Regions from separate parts of the Mus musculus genome. Here regions 1, 2 and 4 are each linked to region 3. Evidence: chromatin contacts called from public Hi-C, HiChIP or PLAC-seq and promoter capture Hi-C data. All regions are on one chromosome and are shown on one strand. Each heading gives the region's core, a stretch centred on a gene start, on an enhancer-like site or on the middle of the called end of the contact. The rest is flanking DNA. Distances are from core to core; before and after follow the strand shown.

Region 1 (2,700 bases), core at 58-2,557, 670 kb before region 3:
ATCTTTTTTAAAATTCTAATAGAATTTTTGTATCAGGCAATAAAACTGTTTTTCTTCCTTTTTATTATTTTGGTTTTTGTTTGTTTGTTTGCTTGTTTGCTTGTGTAGCCTAGGCTGGCCGTGAACTTACTAGGTTGCTAAGACTGGCTTTTAACTCCTGATCCTTTGGCCTTTACCTTCCAAGTGCAGGGATTACAGACATGTAGCACTGTGCACAGCGAAAGAAAACCTTAGGGGGAGATTGCACTGGCCTGGAACTCAGCATTCTTCCTGCTTTTGTCTAAGTACTGACATTACAGGCACGTGCCAGTGTTAATCGATCTTTTTTTCTGGGGGTCACACCTGGCTTCTTCTGTCCCACTTGGTGAACCCACACTTTGGTTTATATTTGGTGACTTGCTTTCTGATCTTATAGCAGGATGTGTCACTTTTAACAGTCTACCCCGTGGTGGGGCTATCCAGGTAGTGTGAGCTTAGAGCGGCTAGTCACATCACACCCACCATCAGGAAACTGGAGAGATGAGATGAATACCGCTTACATTGTAACATGGTCTTGAGCCCATGGGAGCGAGGGGTGGAAAGTTATGGCTGAGAAGGGATGTGCATAGGCTAGAAATGTCCCCGTGAGTAAAAGCATCTAACTTACAAGCCAGAATCCTCACTTTGATCCCTTGCCTCTGCAAAGAGGTGGCGGGCATGAGCCAACCCCACAAAGTTGTTCTCTGACCTCCACATGCCACCCTAATAATAAATTTAAGAATTATATAGACTATTAACCTTTAAAAGGGAGTGGTGTGTGTAGGTGTTGAATTGGCAAGGGGTGGGGCTGTGGCCGTTAGTGTTAATCATCAGCTCGACAGAGTATACTGTCTTTGGGACAACAGGACTCTGGCATCTTAATCTTATTGATTGGTGTAGGAGACCCATCTTCACTGAGGGTAGGACCATTCCCTGGGCTGGGAACTCAGCACTGTATAACACTGAGAAGATCTGATAATCACTAAGGCACGTGCTGCACTGTTCCCCTTCTGACCGTGGACACAATGTGACCATTTCCTGGGGGAGGGGCGCAACTGTGGATACAATTCAACCACACACTTCAAGCTCCTGCTGCCTCGGTTTCCCTATGTTGACAGTCCAGTACCTTGAACTGTCAGCTAGAATAACCCTTTCCTTTTTAAAGTTGCTTTTGTTAGAGTATTTTATCCCCGTAACAGGAAAAGAAGCGCACACTCCCTGTAACAAGCCCCATGCCTCTGCTGTCCTGTGCCCCACCCGCAACCAAACTGAATCTCTGCTCAGCGCACGCCCTTCCTGCAGGTTGTGTGCTCTGCATGTGTGCTCTACCCCCTGTCTCTAGGACTTCCCTCTCTTCTAAGTTTGTTTAAGCAGAATGAATCCAGTCTTCTGGCTTCAGCCCTGGTAATGAAGCAGAAGTGCTGGCCTGAGCGATTGCAAGTGCCTTCTGATCGAGGCTGTCTGAGCTGCCTTGCTGTGTGTGCTTCCTCCTTTCACATTAGTTAGGTAGTTTGGATTTGAGTACACACACACACACACACACACACACACACACACACATACATACATAAAACATGCTTTTTGACAATCCTAGATGTATTTTTAAATTTTACCATTAACTCTTATTTTAGTTAGATGTAGTGGATCACCCCTGTAGCCCCAGCACTCGGGGGCTAGAGGGAGGCTGAGGCAGAAAGATTGCTGTGAGTTTAATGTGAGTCTAGACTATATAATAAGTTCTAGGGCCAACCTGGCTTGAGAGAGACCAACTCAATACAACAGTAAAGAAGCGACAACAAAAGCCAGGCATAGTGGCATGGACTTAATCCTAGTACTCGGAAGGCAGAGGCAGGAAGAGGAGGAGCCAGCCTGGGCTACATGCTAAGTTCCAAGCCAGCCAGGGCTACATAGACCCTGTCTCAAAACAAGCAAATAAACAGAAAGCAACAAACAAAAAGGGGGGGGGGAGCGCGCTGCTTTTATTTTTCAGAAGTGCTGGCTGCAGCTCACTAAATACACTCAATACACTTTAAGACCCAATCACAAGTGCTGGAGAGCGGCTCAGCAGTTAAGACAACTCGTTGCTCTTGCAGAGGACCTGGGTTTGATTCTTAACGCCCACATGGTGGCTCCCAGCCACCTGTGATCTCCCAGTCCAGGAGATCTGACATCTTCTGACATTGGTCACAGACATACATGCAGGCAAAACACTCATACATATAAAGAAATAAGATAACCCAATTGTGAGAGTTACCCATTACTTATTAGAAACATTAGATCTGTTGGCATGAAGGGTCCTTCTAGAATTAATATAAAAAGTCCCAGTCATGGCTCTCTCTCAACCTGGAGCCTTAGCCTCGGCCCCCACACAGTCCTGCTTTCAGATTCGTCTCTGTAAGAAACGCTTCCTCTCCGGACCCTCAGGTCACTTACATCAACACAGGTAACGTGGAATTTGAGACCCAGGATTTGACACACCAGGCCCTTTTCTGTCATAGCCAATTACGTTCTTAGCCAGCATAAAACCTTAAAGATAACCAACCGGGGACCTTCCTAATTAACAGCTGATAACTAACTAACAGCTCCAGACATGGCATTAAAACCATAATTATATGTAGGCATTACGAAACAATCAAAAGCAGCAGAAACTGAAGAGGACGTGACTCAAAACAAGAAAATGCA
Region 2 (2,700 bases), core at 110-2,609, 800 kb before region 3:
CTGGTTAATCACCGACTCTCATCTGCACTACTGAGCCCTTTCTTACTGGGTTCTCAGTCTCTAAATGTGCTATTCCCTCCCACACACTTCCATTTATACTACCCACTGGAGATCGGGGCTGGCATCGTTATGCCCCAGACTTTCCTGGATCTTACAACAGGTTACTGTCACAGCACAAAGTACCTTCCCTACCACAAGCCTTAACACACAGTCATGTATCAGGTGATCTGTCCCTATGCCCCACTAAGCTGGGAGCTCTTCCTCTTGCTCCCTTTGTAGTACTGGGTCCTTACACAGCAAGACCTAATACATATTTGGTACTCGAACTAACAATTGAATGAACTGACTCCTCAAGGGCAGGCACTATGTGGGCATATTTTTTTTTCCAGGAACATAACAAACTCTAGAATTCTCTGGTTTCTCTTCACACCATAAAGATCTTTCACCTTTTACTACTGATTATCAGAGAAGAGAATACATGTCTTCTTTTGAGTCTAACACTAAGAGCAAAAATATGTTGGCCGGGCGGTAGTAGCGCACACCTTTAGTCCCAGCACTCGGGAGGCAGAGGCAGGTGGATTTCTAAGTTCAAGGCCAGCCTGGTCTACAAAGTGAGTTCCAGGACAGCCAGGGCTACACAGAGAAACCCTGTCTCGAAAAACCAAAAAAAAAAAAAAAAAAAAAAAAGTATGTTCAGTTTCCTACTTCTAAGTAACTGGGTATCTTAGACAAGCAACTTAAAGTAAGTCTCAATTTCCTTCACTGTGGAATGGGGCTACATAGGAGTTCCTGACTGCCTGGTGGCTTTTAGCAAAAACCAAATGTGCAAATAAATGCATAAATAAATAAAATAAAAAGAAAAGAAAAATTACTGAGCCTTTATCACGTGCTAAGGGTTTGATGTATATTTAAAATTTTAATCCTTACAAACACCTTGTGTAACAGGTCGTTCTCCCATTCTACAGAAAAGGAAATTGAAACTTAAAAGCTAAGTAAATTGGTCAGTCATACACAGCAGTGGGTAATATTTCCGGATCCGCATTCAGGGAGGTGTCGGGACACAAGGAAATATGTCCTGAAATGAGAAGGCGAGCCGGACTTGCAGGGCGGTCCGTTTACTTTATCCTGGCCTTTTTTATCCCAGCCCGGCTTCCGTGATCCGAGCCAGCAGGAGTGGGTACCTGTGTTCTGGACGCCACCCTAGGGACCAGGAGCCCGACATTGCGGCTCCCCGTCAAGGCCCTCAGGGACGGAAGGAGCAACCGTTGCATGCTGACAGTACAGCGCCACTGCCGGAGCGCCCCAGCGAGCTGCGGTCCGCTTCTCCGCTCCCGAAAGAACAAGCACTTCCGGGTCAGGCGTCGTGCGCGCCCCCTCGCGCTAGGTTGGCCACTGCGCGTGCACGCACGACTCCCTGGGAGGCTGCCGGGCACGGGCGTCGGGGACGCGCCTCCTCCGTCGCTCGCGCGGCCGCGGGGACTCAGTGGAAACCGAAGGCGAGCGAGGGAGGAACGCGGGAAGCATGAAGAAAGGGGCTTCTTGCGAGCGGAAACAGGCGTGGATATCGTCGGGGAAGGCGGGTGCGGAAGGTGGCGGGGCAGGGGGGCGGTCGGCCGGTGGACCCCGGGGTGGGTCCCGGCTTGCCAGGCTTTCCCGCGGTCGAGTTTCTCAGTGCTCCGGAGTCCCGGGCAGTCACGCAGTCCCTCAGCTGCTCCTGGATCCCCGCCAGTCTCGCAAGTGCCCTCAGCGTCCCGCCGCCCCTAGGGCCACAAGAGGGCACCATACCACCTCCCTGTCTCTGTGGTAGATAATAAAAGTGTGGTGACAGCTCTACAACCTAGAGCTGCCACCGAGGGTGGCGAGTGGGATCCGTTCCCACAGCCATTGCGTAACAGATGACTGGTTGCTTCCTGCGGGAGATATGCCTATTAATATGTCAAGACAAATAACTTTTATGAAGGATAAATATCCCTAAACAAAACAGCAAAAGGGGCAATGCTCTGTATTTTGCAAATCTCTTTTAATATCTCACTTGATGGAAGGTAGTTGGATTCTCATACCTGTCTCAGCGTGTTTAAGTGTTCTAAAGCTGCAGTCCGCTCCCAAGAGGCAAATACAGACACAGACTCCCCAAAGCCATCTGGAGTCTCTAACTTTGAGCACTACTGCTTCAAATGTCTTTTTTGATCCCTACTTTTTGCTTTTTGCTCAGGCTCCTGTTGCAACAGTTTGTAGACATTCCCATACTTTTGTATGGAGCTCCTGATACTCCTTCAGCATCTTCAGCCCCACTGGTGGGGCTGTTACCAGATTTGTGGAGTTACTGTATTGTTGTTTACGACCATTGGTTAATGTTTGAATCCTAATCTATGGGACTGATAGTCTTTTATTAAATCAATGACTATTGCAACTTATTAGGAGGTGACAGATTTTTGTTTGTTTCTCCAAGTAATCTTTCATCATAAAAGCAATATCAGGTAGAAGAAGTCAAGCAATATAGAAAGGTAAAAATAATTCCAAATTCATTGCCCAGGAGTAACCACTATTAGAATGTGGTGACTGTTCTCGCAGAGATCAATACATGAAGCATGAATTAAACACTTTAAAAGTGTGTTGGTAATTATTGTGTGGGGGTGGGTACATGTGCCATAGTAAGTGTGTGGAGGTCTGAGGACAGCTTTGTCGAGTTAATTCTCTCCT
Region 3 (2,700 bases), core at 135-2,634:
TTGGTTGGATAAAACAAAATAGGTACACATTAGAAAAGGCTTTTCTTCTCCATAGCTACTATGTTTCTTAACCACAAGTTGATGTATACCCTCATGCTTCAAACACCTCCTTGGAGGTCTCCCTTAACTTGGTTTTCCCCCCTAAAAATCCAAGGTCACCTTATACAGACTACTGCCCAGGCTGTTCTAGTCCACAACAAAGTAAAAAACAGACAATGGAAACTGGACACGTGTCAAAAAAATGATTGGAAAATAAAAAGAAAAGAAAAATGCTAACACAGGAAGTGACGATGATGTTTAACCACTATTCATAATTAACTTTGTTACAGGGGATAGATAGAGGGCCAGAAGGGACTAACACCAACTGAAGAATGAAGGCTGACATGGAGTGTAATCTGCTTAACCATCAGTGACATTTTCATATGCCTAATGGCAAAAAACAAACAAACAACCCCCTCCCCCAAAAAAGCCAGACATACACAAATATAGAGTACCCCAACCTCAGCAAGGTTCTCAGGACAGGGGTCCAGCTCCCGCCTGGTCAGCACCTGAGCCCAGCAGATGCTCAATCTAAATGAAACGCAGTGCTCTGGATGGAGCCATGGAAGAATCTCACTATTCTGGAGTCCTCGAGGGAGCTATGATAACCTCGGCTTCCTCATTTGAGCAAACAGCCTGAGCCAAGCAAAAAAAATGGAAGTCTTCTCGGCTGCAGCGGCTCAGCCACCCACTCCCACCTCCCCCAACCTAGAAAAGCACCCGCACTAATGACTCTGAGGGGTCACTACAAGGATCCGGGAGAAAACGCCTGGGTCGCACCACCCAATCCAACCGCCTTCACCGCTCCTGACCCGAGTCCTCTACCTCACTCACCCCATGCCATCATCGGGGTATGGCTCGTAGTCTTCCACTCGCATGTTATACTTCTTGGCGGCCGCGGCGCGTTCCTCTGGGGTCCTAGGATATGACCCCGGCAACATGTCCTTGGTCATATGGAAGGCTGGACGCAGAGGGATGCAGGTCAGATGGACACGGTGCTTTAGGCGCCCACCCAGAAAGGACTAAGCCGCAGTGACTGCAGAGGCTGTCGTTTCGCACCTTGCCGGACTACAGCAACCCTGTATCCCTTCTTTGGGCACACGAATCCACCGCGACCTCCCACCCCTTACCCCCAGCCAGGACACCTCCGCCACCGTCCCAAGGATGCCTCCATCCCGAAGCAGTAAACTTCAGGCACCCGCTTCCCACACCGTGCAGACCTCTCCGTGCCTCCAGTGGCACCACGCCCCGGGTTGTCCTCTGCAGCCATCGGACTCCCAGGGCCGCAGCCCGGGCGGCAGCCATCTTCACCTTCTCCGCGGTTCACTCTGCACATGCGCAAAAGCGGGTCACGGTGGCTGAGTCGGGCCAAACGGCGATCTCCGAAGCCAGCGCAGAAGTCCCGGCATCAAGCTGGGCGGGCTTTATTTAAATATGCTGTAGAGCCTGGACGGTGAGCGGCTGATGAGGTGCCAGGACAGACAGCAAGGAGAGAAAACAAAGCTACTGCTTACTTGATATTGCAAGTTACTGTATTCCTTTTCGCCTTCAACCGACTGAGGCCCTTTCGGGGCTGCGCCAGCCGAATATCTCAGACCGCTGTGCAAAGTAAAACCAGCCTTCTGTCCTCACACACAGTCCTTTTTCACATTTAGCTCTTGGTTTTGTTTGATCCTTTCTCCAAATCTCTTTCCTTATATACTCAAAGTTGTCTCAGTTCATCTAAATGTCTCAATCACCTCAACCCAACAAATACAAAAACCAAGCCGATTACTGGAGGCGGCTCGCCTGACCCAGCCCCAAACCTCCCATTTTTCAGGAAAAAAAAAAACAGATTTCAAACAGAAAGACCATAATTAACAAACTCTTAACACAGACTGGGAGACATGTTTGCATACTATTAAGTTTTCGTTTTATTTGTACAAGTAGGGTTTGGATATATTACACATTTTGAGTATGCACGTATTTCCATCAACTCTTTAGACACAATTACTGTAATAGAATCCCTTCTCAAATGTATACCAGATCGACAAACACAGGCGTGTACTATTCAACATATAGATTTGGGGAGGCCTACTGCAGTGCATTTTATCCTCTTGTAGTATCATTAGACATCATCAGAATTAATTTGACAGCATCTGCATTTAACTAATAGCAAACCCTGATCTCATGTTGCTTAAAAGCAATGTTGGTATAGGTTATTCATTTGTTTTTTTTTTATATTGTTTATATAGAACATAGCATATTCTTTTTTAAGAAGAAAATTATATGTATGGGTGTTTTGCCCACATGTGTGTTTGCACTCCACATGCATGTGGTAGTGGAGGAGACCAAAGGGCAGCAGATCCCCCTGGAACTGGAGTTTCAAAGAATCCACAGTTACCGTGGATTGTTGGCCTTCATTCAGGTGCTGGGAATTGAACGCTGGTCCTGGATCCTCTGTCCTCTGGAAGAACAGCCAGTACTCTTAACCCCCGAGACATCTCTCCAGCCCCACAGTGTACTCTTATGTGATGGTATATGCCTTTTGTAAAGTCAACACTTGAGAAATGAAGACAAAAAAAAAAAAAATCAGGAGTTAAGGCCAGCCTGGGCTACATAATGAGTCTAAGGCATATCTGGGCTATGTGAGACTGTGGCGGGGGTGGGGTGGGGGAGAAG
Region 4 (2,700 bases), core at 38-2,537, 620 kb before region 3:
AGCACTTCCCCACTACACACCAAGATCTCTGTCTAGACAAGCCATTGGGTGACATTAACACAGAAACATGAATGACACACACACACACACAACAGGTTTCACTCATTTCAACCCAATATTATGTGAGTGGGGGAGCGGGGAGCGACAGTGAAGTTGAACATCTGCTACATAATTTGTAAAATTAACTTTGTTTTCCTAGGACTTTGTTGTCACCAGGAGGGATCGGCTTCAAATACAAATGAAAGACTTTAGCGGTGGAAGGGCCTGAGAGATCACGAGATTCAGTAGTTTAGGGGGAATGAGGCCCGATGGATACACTAACTTGAACACTACACCTCGACTATGCTTTTCCTACGACTGTTTTATAAATGCAGCCCTAACTGAGAAATCAGGTCTGCTTGCTGCAAAAATCGCCTGTTGATTAGTCAGCTCTATCAGCGGCATGTAACTCGACTAAGCACAGTGGAGTCCAAACTATGCTCCTACCAGAGAATCGGTGTCATCACTAGCTTGTCACCATTATTAATTAGGAAGTTCCACAAGGTGCTCCCAAGACTATAAAAGAAACACTGTCAGACAGGTTACAGAATTTGCCAGCCATAATCCCACATGCGACCTTGCTTTTCAAGTTGGTTTTTCAACACGACCCTGTGCCCTAAAAACACCCTTCGCAGCTCTTAATACACACCACATGCTGTCCTGTCCGGTCACCCCAACACCCCTTTATTCGAGTGACAACCATCCTCCTCTGACACAAGCATGCAATCGTCCTGGGTACCTAAAAACTCCAGTAAGCCAAAACTGCATCTCCAGCTAAATATAAATAGTCCCGGGTTATTTGGGAAACCATCGCTGCCTGGCTGTCACGAAATCCCGGCCTCTCATGCCCACCAGCTGCAGCAGTGACCAGGAGCAGGACTGGGGCTCAGTTCTTCAACTCAAAGCCAAGAGGCAGGGCGGCGCAGTGACAGCGCCCCGGCTGGACACCTCGCCCCCCGGTCCGCGCCCCGGGACGGTCCCTAGGGCTGCTGCCCCCCCCCCCCTGCACCCCCTCGGCCGTGAGTGAAGACAGCGAGGGCCTCGCGTCTCGCGGAGCGCAGCTCAGCGCGACCGAGAGCTGCGCCGCAAGCCCCGCGCGCCCCGCAGGCGACCGTCCCCGCTACCCCACCACCCCGCCACCCCACGGACGCCCGGCCCCGCACCGACCTGCTCTCTGCCGCTCGGCGTTCCCTCCGCGCACAGCCACTGGTGGCCCGGCCGGGCCGCGGTCACCTCCCCTCAGCGGCGGCGGGCGGGCGGGCCGATCCGGGTGACTCCGCGCCGCCCCGCCTCCCTTAGCGCCGCTTCCGTCCGGTGGCCCCCGGCTCCGTTTCCCGCGCTCGCGCCCCCTGGCGGCCGCCTAGCCCGTCGCTCCGCCACGTCAGGGCTCGGGCTCCCAGGGCCTTTCAGGGAAACTGAGGCACGGACTGCGTGGGGGCGTTTAGCGACACACCTCGCTCAGGCTAGGATCCAGATCCCCACGCACTCGCGCTACCGCCAACCTAGAGAACTCAAATTCTCCGCTGCGCGAATTCTCTTACTCCGAGGCGGAGGCTAGCCTTGAACCTTCCATCGTCCTTCACTCCTCCAAGTGCTGGATTACAGGGGAACACCATCAGGTTACTGCCCACTCCTCATCGATTTTTTTTTCTTTTCTCCCGAGCAAAGTCTCACAGGACAATTTTGAGAATTTAAAAGCAAGGAATCACAGAATACTAGAACCAAACGTCCCGGTTTCTGAAAAGTCCCGGAAGACTTCTGACTGTTAAAGATCGCAAGTGCGTGGAGGAGCTGGTGCAAGCGCGGGGACCGACCTAGCAGATTTGAGGAATGCAGGAATCATATATCACTATGCACACACAGCAGAGATAAGGCTTTATTTTAAAATCTCATCAGCTAGATTGTTTCTTGACTCTTCAAAAATCGTAGTAAACTAGACATAGCATAAAGTGTATCGTTTGAACCATTGTCAAGTGTGCGTGCAGTCCATCAGAGTAGGTAAATTCACATTGCTACGCATCCATCATCTTGTCCGGCACCGGGACCCCAACTTCCCAAACTGAAACTGCTCTTATCGTACAGGGACTCCACTCCCAGCGATTCCTAGTCTCTCGTGTCCTTAAGAATTCGTCTACTCTGAAGACCCTCATACATGCAATCTACAATACTTGGCCTTTTGGTGCCTGCCTTATTTTGGTTAGAATAATGCCCTAAGTTTCATCTGTGCTGTTCTATGTGTCGGAATTTCCTTCCTTTTTACTGCTAAATATACTGCGTTGTGTTTAGGCGTTTGTCCTTCACTGGGCATTCGGCGGAGTTTCCCCTTTGGCTACTGTGGCTAAGGCTAGGACCCAAATCGTACACGTATCTGCTGGACCCATTGCTTCCAGTTCTTTGGAGGCTGTACCTAGGGGTGAAACTGCTGCTCACATACATTATTCTCCTCCTTTGCTGTCTGAACACTGAAGGAAGGCATTTTTGTGGTAAAACATAAATATTCCAGATTTTTGTTTTTGAAAGAAATTGATCAAATGCTTCAGCGGCCTGTCAAACAGTAAGCTTTTCTCCCCCTTTCAAGTAAAATGACAATCTACTACCTAGATAATGGTATTATTATCTTTCTTTCTTACTTACTTTCTCTTTTGAGACAGAGTCTCCTCT

The links. Promoter capture Hi-C pulls out the DNA fragments that hold promoters and counts their contacts. A called contact is a pair of places that touch in the nucleus more often than the background predicts. HiChIP or PLAC-seq counts read pairs in DNA pulled down with a chosen protein or histone mark.
Region 1: a FOXA1 HiChIP or PLAC-seq map of pancreatic cancer cells shows a contact between it and region 3. The contact joins the enhancer-like site here to the promoter of Ndufb8 in region 3. A contact is called at or near these places in 3 of 39 promoter capture datasets (the 3T3-L1 cell line and hippocampal neurons) and 4 of 115 datasets of contacts at active chromatin or transcription factors (the NIH/3T3 cell line, extraembryonic endoderm stem cells, forebrain and 1 more).
Region 2: a Hi-C map of CD8 T cells shows a contact between it and region 3, with 4 times the contacts expected there. The contact joins the promoter of Cox15 here to the promoter of Ndufb8 in region 3. A contact is called at or near these places in 5 of 39 promoter capture datasets (the 3T3-L1 cell line, cranial neural crest, embryonic stem cells and 2 more), 5 of 484 Hi-C or Micro-C datasets (B cells, CD4 T cells, CD8 T cells and 1 more), 3 of 115 datasets of contacts at active chromatin or transcription factors (astrocytes, neural progenitor cells and stem cell-derived neural progenitor cells) and 1 of 9 other capture datasets (adipose tissue).
Region 4: a contact with region 3 is called in a promoter capture Hi-C map of liver, with 4 times the contacts expected there. The contact joins the promoter of Dnmbp here to the promoter of Ndufb8 in region 3. A contact is called at or near these places in 13 of 39 promoter capture datasets (the 3T3-L1 cell line, 3T3-L1-derived adipocytes, the C10 cell line and 8 more), 2 of 115 datasets of contacts at active chromatin or transcription factors (bone marrow-derived macrophages and pancreatic cancer cells) and 1 of 9 other capture datasets (adipose tissue).

What each region holds. Positions count from the first base shown.
Region 1 is chr19:43,883,859-43,886,558 of GRCm38.p6, forward strand. All of the region lies in intron 4 of Dnmbp (dynamin binding protein), which reads right to left. Among named protein-coding and RNA genes, the nearest start is that of Gm24400, 28 kb to the left of the region's middle. Within about 2 kb of position 1,308, at least 86 of the 459 cell types and tissues checked have an H3K27ac peak or open chromatin away from gene starts, as enhancers often do. A contact at or near this core is called in the NIH/3T3 cell line, extraembryonic endoderm stem cells and pancreatic cancer cells, where this site is marked.
Region 2 is chr19:43,751,641-43,754,340 of GRCm38.p6, forward strand. It overlaps Cox15 (cytochrome c oxidase assembly protein 15), which reads right to left and starts at 1,360. Exons shown (of 9, transcript NM_144874.4): 1 at 1,182-1,360. The coding sequence starts at 1,271. It overlaps Cutc (cutC copper transporter), which reads left to right and starts at 1,383. Exons shown (of 9, transcript NM_001113562.1): 1 at 1,383-1,580. The coding sequence starts at 1,523.
Region 3 is chr19:44,554,058-44,556,757 of GRCm38.p6, forward strand. It overlaps Ndufb8 (NADH:ubiquinone oxidoreductase subunit B8), which reads right to left and starts at 1,385. Exons shown (of 5, transcript NM_026061.3): 1 at 1,260-1,385; 2 at 874-1,000. The coding sequence starts at 1,344.
Region 4 is chr19:43,938,911-43,941,610 of GRCm38.p6, forward strand. It overlaps Dnmbp (dynamin binding protein), which reads right to left and starts at 1,288. Exons shown (of 16, transcript NM_028029.4): 1 at 1,207-1,288.